Linked DNA regions of Mus musculus: region 1 is linked to region 2. Evidence: chromatin contacts called from public HiChIP or PLAC-seq data. All regions are on one chromosome and are shown on one strand. Each heading gives the region's core, a stretch centred on a gene start, on an enhancer-like site or on the middle of the called end of the contact. The rest is flanking DNA. Distances are from core to core; before and after follow the strand shown. Region 1 overlaps Gm35488 (a long non-coding RNA gene). Region 2 overlaps Gm35041 (a long non-coding RNA gene).

Region 1 (4,855 bases), core at 1,951-4,450, 790 kb before region 2:
CCTCAGGTGTTTGTTTGTTTAAAAAACCGTAAAAAGGATTTCTTGCAGAAACAGATTATTCAAGGCTATGGTTTTAAAAACTTACAGTGTGATTTTGAAATAGGTTACGGTACCAGGAAGTAAAAGAGTCCTCGAACAATTGGGGGTACATGTCAAAAAGGGGGGAACTTACTTTAAAAAGCCTTCTCTGGTGAAATCTAGGATAAAATTAGTCAACAAAAAATACAATAAAGTATATTCCATAAACTAGAATATCGATCCAAGAGTCCATACTAATATGAATAAAAAAAAATAAGTATACTCTCACTGTAGAGTCTGCATTTAAACTCGGAATGAGTGGTGGAGAAAACCAACCACCGTTTGGCAATTACCTGGTAGTAACTGTGATAAGACCAGATGCATCCGTGGATGGCTACAACTCATGAATCAAACATGAATGGAAAATATAGTATTTACTTTCTATAATAGATGTTCATTGCAAATGCAACCTTAGAGTGGAGGGGGTTGGGGGAAGCCTGGCTGGTATTCCTTTCCTTAAATGATCAGCGTTTACCGCGGTGGTGCTAAGACGTATGGATAAGCTGTGCTTCCTGGTGTGGCGCAATAGGAAGAAACAGCCTCCAACGTAATTGACTAATAGTCTTTTTACGGTATCAGAGTCATTCAATACAAAGTAATAATGAAAATCTGTCCTAAAGGAAAGCTAAGAGGATGTGACAGATAAATGCAGTTCACGAGCCTGGATTAATCCCGGATGAGGGAAGGAAAGTCGGTTGCTTGACTGAGGACTATAAATTCATAGTTTTGTGGCAGTGCTATTTCATTGGTTTGATACATTTGAGGAATCTGGGTAGAGGATATATGGTAAATACACAGTTTATATAATGTTTGTATATAAATATATATGACCTGCCACCTTGTTTGAGTAAGTCAAATTCTTCTGGAACACAGAAGTTAAACTTCCAATAAACCTAATGAGTCAGGGCTCTGATTTTCTGCTGAGGGTCTGAAAGGCACTGAAATGTCACTTTACGTAGGTTTTTCTTTGTTGGTGGTCTTTGTCTCCTAAGAACTCATCAGTCTTCTGGGAGAGCATGGTGGAAGGGCTTGGGCTTTCTTTACTCAGTATTTAGATTGGATGCAATGCTCTACCTTTCCTTGAAACGTGGGTCTCTAAGCCTGAAATGTTGGCCTAGTTTCCCTGTAATGGGTAGAAGAAGGTCGGCCCTCTGAAGCATGGGGCTGGAGAAAGGATGGCCTGAGCAATCATTATTCTCAAGATGAAGCCTTCACCTAGCCTGTTGTTTCCAGCCTCACTCCCTGCCCTAGTCTTTAGACGGATCTGCTACCTCAAAATCCAAAGACGTTCAGAGCTGCATGGCACAGAGCACCCGGTTTGTCATTAGTCATGCCTCTCCAGGCAGCTGAGTTTTGATTTTCTCCGCCGAGTTGTCTGTCCTCCAGTGACTTTTCTTCATCCTGATTTGCACAGCCTTCTTTCTCTGTGCATATACTTTCTGTGATTTCATTTTAGAGTCCTCCAGCTGGACGTGAACACAAACACATTCTTTTAATTTCCAAACATTATTAGAAGCTCTCAGAAATACTTCAGACCATTTCTCTGGGTGGGCCCAATGTGATCCGCATGCAAAATAGACTGAGTCTGACAATAGCCTTCAGAAGATGAGGTACTTCCTTCAGACCCTCCAACCCTGAGACCCTGGATCTTTGAAAGGCCATTTGTTTGTGTGATTTAGAACAATGTAGGTTTCATTTCAACACACAGTACTCATAAAGTATTCATTCAAGCCCTAGACCTCAAGGTGTGTTGTGTAGGTTCTTTTTTCCTGGGTGTTTGGCATGGCTCATTTGTTTGAGGGTGAAGATGCAGCTGCTACTCCAGAAAGTCAGAGCAAGGGAAAATTGAAGAGGGAAGATAACAGGGCTAAAACTATGCACATCAGAGCTTTCCCATCTGGGTTCAAACCCCACCTCAGGCATTCGCTCTCTGCATATCCTTAATTCTGAATTCTGAATGCTACAGTGGCAGACTCTGGTTCATTTTGCATGAGGATCAGGTGGACCTGCTAGAGAAATGATCCCAAATATTTTGAGAACTCGTAGTAAAGCCTGGGAGTTCAGAGCATGCATTGGTATTCACTTAATGTCTTTGAGTTACTCACCTACTAAATGAATGCAGTGATAGCCCATTGGTTCATTGTGGAGATTAAACAATATAATATACATTTAAAAGCATAAATGGTCTAACTTTTATTACTATGGCCTAATAAAATGTTTTACTTACTGGTTCTTCCATGGTTGGCAGAAGCAAATAGTACAAGCAAAGTGTCTGGTGTGCATTCGGAAAGATGAGCTATGGTAATCGTGCCCTTTAGAACTGAGCTCTAAAGCGTGCACATAAAACTGCACCCCTCCGAATGCTTTGAGTTGGCTTTGGTGTCTGAGTCATGTAAGCTTTTGTTGTGGCAAAGCCCCTCTGAGCTCCTCCCTGTGATAATGTTTCCTTAGCAGACCAGAGAGTCTGATGAGGCTCCTGTTGGAAGGTCTGTTTCTGTTCTTTGGAGTCTGTACAGCAAACAGTCCCTGCTTTGTTCATTTGGAGCATCTTTGGCATAAATGTGGATGCCTTGCTCAAGGCCTTCCTCGTATTCCAGATGGGAAGCAGTGCCTACAGAAACCAGCAGTATGTCTGGCCTGGACAGCTGCTGCAAAGTGGGACTATTGAATAGCTAGCTAGAAATTTTGTGAAGAGCCTCAGGGACTCTTTCTCTACACCCCTCTCTCTGTCCCCTTTCTCCTCTCCCCCTTCCTCCCTCCATCTTTCTATTTCACTTCCTGATTATTCAACCCACAGAAGGCGCAAGCCCCAGCCTTCAAGGTTAGCTGGTCCTGTCAGGAGTCTTCTGGATCATATAGAAGCCAAGGCTTTGTAACCTCCGCTCCTGGATTTCAGTACTTCCCTCCAGGGATGTTATAAGATGTAGCTCAGCATTGCCAAGAAAGTTTGTTACGATAAGAAAGAGCAGCTGGTACCTCCAGGACCATTGTTTTAGAAACTCATAACAACAAGCGCCTTGATTTTAATATTCTTTTATAGAGGGGATTGGAGAAGACATTTACAGCTGGCAAATGCTTTCAACTATAACGGGGTGCATGCTCACCAAGGAACACTGCAGAAACCAAGGAGGGTGCTAAGTATAACCGGAAGCCTTGTGATTGCTTCAGAGAGCAAAGAGATGTTGCCTTAGGAGAGGAAAGCGTCCAAATAGCTTATTTTAAGAGCATATTTGGGGTAATAAGATTATTTTTATGAATGCACAAATCTTGTATAGTACGTGCTCTTCCCTCTAGCCTATGGATAAAACCTAAAGCAAACAGAACCTGCGTGTGCAGGGGCCAGGTCCAAAAATACCTCTTGTGGTGCTTTTTTAGCTCCAGCTGACGTTTTTGCAGGGCTGCTTTCAAGCCGTAGTAGTCTCCTTGGTTGCAAATGGGCATGTAAGTCTCGGTGTGCAGTGTGAATGAAGGACCTGATCTCAAGCTTTGAGCTTTGCAGCTTTACCACAGTCCCTCCACTTATGGGAAACCACTGGGTAGGGGCTACCAAATAGCTGACAGCATGGAAGAAGAATCCAGGCTGGATATGCTGGTTTGTGACTGTGACGACAGACAGGCCTTAGAGGACTGAAGCAGGAGGGTTGCTGAGAGTTCCGGGCCAGCCTCGGTTACAGAGTGAGACTCTGCCTCGAAAGATTAACGACATTCCGAAATAAAGGAAGAGCAAACCTCCAACACTGTTATTAAAAAACCTGGCGCGATAAAGCAAATGAATCCATTGCATTGAATATAGCCCCCCAAAAGGCATGAACCTAAGGGGCATCTTGAGTTAAATAGATGGAACTTGTACAATTTAACATGTAATGTGTGATTTTTTTTAGAGATAAGATCCAGCTAGAATTGCTTCAAGGAAGCATTTAAATGCTCAGTGGATGGTCCAAGAAGGCTCCCCGGAGTGGCTCCTCATGAGATTGTCTTTGTGTGCAGAACAGCACCTGGCTCCACAGCATGGAGGAACAAACGTTCTCCAGACTCATAAAGCACTGCTTTAGAAACACATTTCCAAAGGATTTTTGTATTGAGAGACCCTGCATTGCAATAGACGGAGCCTCGTGCTCACCCCTTTGGATCCCTTCCTGCCCAGTCTTCCCTGGAAACCATGAGGTCCTGGTGAACTTACAGTAAGAGTGAGGATTGTCTGGTCTCCTGGGAATACAGTGAGAAGCCAGAAGAATTGTCCCAGATCCACTGAAAGGGACCCTCCTAATTAGATACACTTATAAAACCCTGGCTTGGGTTCTCTGTCTCCTGTCTCTGGGTTCTTTGCAGAGCAGAGGTTCTCAACCTGTTGTTCTTGATCCCCTTGGGAATCAAACAGCCCTTTTACAGGGGTCACCTAACACCCTTGCATATCAGACAGTTACATTACAGTTCATAACAGTAGCCAAATTATAGTTGTGAAGTAACAATGAAAATCATTTTATGGTTGGGGGTTGCTACATGGGATGTATTAAAGTGTCACAACATTAGGAAGGTTAGAACCACTGCTAGTTGCATGCTGTCCCCTGAGGTCCATTGTCTGGCCACCACTCTCAGCCTCCAACAGACCCACAGAACAAGGAACACCCAGATTAGATCCCTTCTCTCAGTTCCCCAGATGCCTTGTAAGAGCTGCTTGCTGTCCCCCTGAGCTCCCTTGTCTGGCCACTGCTCTGATAGCCTCTGCCACACTTACCTCACAAGGAACATCCAGTCTAAGGCTGCCCACCTGAGGCCT
Region 2 (5,059 bases), core at 1,452-3,951:
ATATAAGCCACCATGCCTGGCAATCCTATTCATTTTATTTATTAAGTGTGTGTGTATGTGTGCTTATATGTGTGTATATGTGTATGTGGGTATGTGTGTATATATGTTTGTATGTATGTATATATGTGTATGTGTGTATATATGTGTCTGTGTGTGTAGTATATGTATGTATGTGTGTATATGTATGTATGCTTATGTATGTGTGTATGTGTATGTATTTGTGTATATGTGTGTCTGTGTGGTATGTATGTGTGTGTATATGTGTGTATGTTTATGTATGTATATGTATGTGTGGTATGTGTGTGTGCAAGTGTGATACACACATGTCTACAGTGTGCTCACCCATGCCTGCACTTCTGAAGGTCAGAAATCAAGTATCTGCCTCCATTGCTCTTCCTCTTGGTTACTTTTAATTTTAAAAAATATTTCATACAATATATTTTGATCATGGTTTTCTCTCCCCCAACTTCTCCCCAGGTCCTCTGCACCTCCCAGCCCACCCAACTTTATGGCCTTATTCACTCTTAAAAAAGAAAACAGCTCGGGGGTGGGGGCTGGGAAGAGAAGAAGAAAGGAAAACTGTAGTCAGGATGTAATAATAAACATACATACATACATACATACATACATACATACATACATACATAGGCGATATCCACAGCCACACAGTGGCAGGCAGACACCACTATGATGGATGGGCCAGGATGTGGAGGGGAGATGGGAGAGAAAGAAGAACAAGATGGTGTGTGCACTAGGAAGACTATGACAAGAAGAGGACCTGGAAAAGGAGGGTAGTGCGGAACAGCTTGATGTGAGTAGCCTGCTCTGCCACCTGAGGCTGCTGAGAGCTATGTCTGAGTTCCTGGCTCTCCAGAGGTAGGGGTCCGTGATGGCCATGACCCACGTTATCTATCACCAAAGGAAACAACAGGAAAGCTTAAAGCTTTTCTGCTCTGTGAGTTCTATGAAGAGTTGGTACTTGGAGTGGTAACCACTGGGAGGACAGGGAAAGGTGTTTATCTAATGGTGAGAATAAGGGGGAAGGCCAGGACCTGGGCATTCCGTTTACTCTGCACCAGCCATGTAACTAAGTGCCTTATTTAGTATTGTGCAGAGTCTGCCTGGGTCTGGATCTCTACAAGCACATAACCTAGGATCTGTCCCAGCTGCAGCGCAAGGAAACCATAGGTAGTCCCAGCACGACTCTGTCCCCAGCATCTTAAGAATGGCCAACCCTCCAACCCAGGAAGTTTAAGATTTCCAGGCTCCCACTCCCCATGAGCCCAGGGTCCCTTTGGGAACAGTGGCTTTGATTCCCTTGGAAGTTTTCGGGAGCTCCATGCTTGATGGATATTCCTCTTGATGTACAGCTATTCCTCCATCTCATAGGCTACCCGAGGGAGTTAAATTCCCATTACGAAAACAAAGCCCGCTGAACTGAAAGAGATGCTGAGAGCGAGGGCCCACAAGAGCCTTGTCTCATTCCCAAAGGGGTGCCGGGCCCATTAAAGCTTTACACAGCTGGCTGCTCACCTGGTCTTCATTTTCTACTTCACTCAGTGAACTAAACAGTGTCCTGAAGAGAAGGGCCCTGCAGAACCGACTGATAAAATTGAACATTTTCCCCTCAGTCCCCTTTGAAGCAAAACCTCTAGGCTGCCTCAAAGAAGGAGGCAGCTTCTTGTCTTTCCTTTTTTTTAGAATGGGAATACAATCTAGGACAGATCAGACGCAGGGCTTTAAAAAAACTTGGCATCTCATTCATTTCTGCTTATAGCAACCAAGGGGCTTCTCCACTGAGTCTCTCTTGTATCAGAGCCACTTCCCGGACGGGGGTGCGAGGGAGACACAGATTTAAAAAGGAAGTGGGGTGAGCAGCAAGGGACCCTTCTTAATTTCAATTCACTCTAATGAATACAGGCTGTGAAGGAGCAACTCACCTCAGGGGCTGCAAAATAGGGTAGAGCCAGCCTTTGTTCTCATGTGAGACTCCGACTTCAGTGCACAAGCACAGGCCAGCACTGCCACGAGTGTTGGGGTGTAGTACGTACCTAGCAAGAGCTGGATTTTAAGAATTGATAAACAGCAGTAGTGCTGGGTTATCCGAAGCTCAGGCTGTCACATGGGGTCTCTTTGTTGTTTGGTATTTGTTTCTTACTTCCTTTTCTTTCTCTATTCTTTTATGACCAAGCCCTTCCCCTCCCCCACTGGAGTGACCAAGCTTGAACAACCCCCGAACCCCACTCCCAAGAACCTGGCAAGGGCTCCCCAATTCTGACTCTAGAGAAAGATATCATTGGTCTCGCTTTTTCAGTGGATGCTTTTGCAAAAGGTGCAGCCTGGTTTCTAGAACTGGGCTCTGGAAAACAGCCAGGAGCAAATCACCCAGCTCCTATTGTCATGGAGCTCATAAAAGCAGGGACCCTACAAAGAGCTTCAAATGGGGACTAGGCCTAGTAGCATAGAGTGCATGGGACCCTGGGTTCAATCCCCAACATGGCAAAATAGAATAATAATGCTGAATGCATCGTGTGGAGTAGGGTGAGCAGAACTGGTTTGTCTTACCATCCCTGAGACCTTAGGCCATTGGAGTAATTGTGACTCAGTCTGCTGGTGTATAAAATAAGGACAGTGAGCCCAACTTCCAGGCTTGTTGTGAGGTAGAAACGAGATGCGCAGAAGGACTCTGTGTGAGTCAGCGTTCACTGCTGGCTGAGTGGGATCTTAACCCTGCACATTTTAGCATCTGGTGGCAAGAATGACTACACTGTGTGCCTTTCCTGTTTTCAAATTGTTTCACATACATCTCTCTCATTCCACGCGCAGTATCATAACCCTCTTGAGGACACAACAGCCCAGCATATCCTAAGGATTCAGTAAAGAGCTGGGTTTAGGTTGCAGGAGAATGTGGAATTTTTCTGCAAAGACACTGAAGTTTCCATCTGGGGCAAGAGCAATGAGAGTCTGAGAATTTCCAGGGCTGAAATGCCAAATGTGCATGTTTGCTCAGCAGACAGGGCAGAGGAAAAGATAAAGTGCACTCCAATCGGGCTGTGATGGGCTCCCGTGACAGATCGCCTGTGGAGCAGAGAAGAACACAGCTGAATAAACCAGGGGCTGGGGAGAAATGAATGCAGCAGGAGGATGCTCGGGAGGGCGAGAGAGTGGAGCATTGTGAAGCTGGAACTGAGATCTCATGGCTGCCCAGGTGAGACAGGGCCAGCTCTTCCTGTGGGGCAGTGCTCTGGAAATGCCAGGATGTGGTTGCATTAGGACCACATGGAAAACAACCAAACGGCAAACCACCAACACAATGAGTAGGGAAGCTTATGATTAATAAATGTGTGTTTGAGCCCAAGGATGCTGCTTCTCCCCACCTCCCCGACATCCCTACTCCCTAAAGCTGCCACGGGGCTGTAGCCGCAGGAGAGAAACCTGCTGTGACCAGAAAATGGTTCTTCTACCTAGTTTCTACCTTTCTGTTCCTTCTTTCAGTGTGTGTGTGTGTATGTATGTATGTTTGTGAGTGTATACATGGATGTACAAGTGCATTGCACAGCACAGGTATGAAGGTCAGAGGACAACTTGCAGGAGTCGGGTTTTTCCTTCCACCACGTGGGACCTAGGAATCACACTCAGGTCATTAGGTTTGCCAATGAGTACCTTTCCTGATGAACCAACCATCTCACCAGCCCAGGAAATGGCTCTTTTCTGAGTGATCTTCGCAGGATCTGTCAGCTAGAGACAGCTGATACCTGTCTTCCAGGCATGGGTGAGGCTCTCTGAAAAAGAAAGTTATTATGTAAACAGGCTTGGTAGTGAGTATCTGTCAGTTCAGCCCTTAGGAGCCTGGGGCAGGAAGATCTCCAAGTCAGCCTTCGAAGTGTGGTCGTTCATCCCTCTAATCCTAGCACTTTGGAGGTAGGGGAAGGACTACAGAAAGGAAAGAGAGAGAGATAAACAGACACACAGACAGACAGAGATCTACTGTGTACTATGAAAGGGAAAGTACTGAGGCCAGCTCCATTCATTTTACCAGCAAGGAAAACTGAAGCACAGAGAAACGACTTGACCGAGGTCATGCAGGTGAGGAAGGGGCTAGAAATGACAGCTCAGCCTCTCTCAAACCCTAGTTCTTAGCTCAGTCTTGAGGCAAATCTATCAACAGTGAGGCCATCTCTGTTACAAGAGATTATTTTCTTCCATCAACCCAAAACGACTTAAGTAAGCATGATGCTGTCCTCTTCCCGCCCAGTGGCATGGTTAGTTTCCGTTTCTCCTCTCTAATTCTAAACGTGTCTTCCAAGACTGGCAAAACCTTAGCCGAGAGACAACACCCTCCCTTCACAGAAGCCTCTGTGGAGATTAGCTCTCGGCACCATCATCACTGGGCTACTAGCTTGATCAACAGTATCATTTTGTCGCCCACTACAGTGAAGGCTGAGCAGTAGCGCTCTCTCTGGCTGCTACGCTGGCCCCAGGACTGAATGCTTAGAGCAGGCCAGCTGCTCTGCCCCTGTCAGACACCACAGTCTCCTACAAGCTGCCAAGAACCAGGCACAGGAAGAAAATAAGCAAGTTGGCACTGGCCTGGGGCTGAGTCATAAAGACTTGGAGGGAATCTGAAGGAAGGTGGTTGGCTCACTAGCTTTGGGAGCTAACAGCTGAAGGAACATCACTTCCTGCACTTCCTGCTGACAGAGCGCCAATGGGCCAGGTGATCTTCCGGACCTGGGGGTGAGCCTCAAACTGGCATTTTATTGCTGATTTTAAAAAACTGCCCTTCCTGGCCACTCCACTGCTTTCTATCTTTTGTTTTTAAATTGCGTGCTCTGTGGCACGGGTGATTTTTAACACTGTGAGGAGCACTCTCTAAAGTGCTCAGTAGGGAGCTGGGTTTGCCTCTTCACAGGATGTAGGTGAGGCAAACCAGGTGGGGATAATCCGGCTGCCTCCCTGGTTCCCTCTCAATGCCACTCTGGCCGGCTGACCACCAGTGTGAATCAGAAACTAGTAAGCCGCGGGGTGTGTGTGTGTGTGTGTGTGTGTGTGTGTGTGT

What was found. HiChIP or PLAC-seq counts read pairs in DNA pulled down with a chosen protein or histone mark.
Region 1: a contact with region 2 is called in an H3K27ac HiChIP or PLAC-seq map of SST interneurons, with 9 times the contacts expected there. The contact joins two enhancer-like sites. A contact is called at or near these places in 5 of 39 promoter capture datasets (cranial neural crest, maxillary cranial neural crest, pre-B cells and 2 more), 1 of 15 datasets of contacts at CTCF or cohesin (large pre-B cells) and 5 of 115 datasets of contacts at active chromatin or transcription factors (SST interneurons, bone marrow-derived macrophages, craniofacial prominence and 2 more).

Annotation. Positions count from the first base shown.
Region 1 is chr12:77,806,231-77,811,085 of GRCm38.p6, reverse strand. The region is part of intron 1 of Gm35488 (a long non-coding RNA gene); the gene reads left to right. Among named protein-coding and RNA genes, the nearest start is that of Gm35488, 4.2 kb to the left of the region's middle. Within about 2 kb of position 3,200, at least 7 of the 459 cell types and tissues checked have an H3K27ac peak or open chromatin away from gene starts, as enhancers often do. A contact at or near this core is called in SST interneurons, where this site is marked.
Region 2 is chr12:77,019,758-77,024,816 of GRCm38.p6, reverse strand. Gm35041 (a long non-coding RNA gene) reads right to left here. Exons shown (of 3, transcript XR_381701.1): 2 at 3,664-3,782; 3 at 2,777-3,078. Among named protein-coding and RNA genes, the nearest start is that of Gm35189, 33 kb to the left of the region's middle. Within about 2 kb of position 2,701, at least 10 of the 459 cell types and tissues checked have an H3K27ac peak or open chromatin away from gene starts, as enhancers often do. A contact at or near this core is called in SST interneurons, where this site is marked.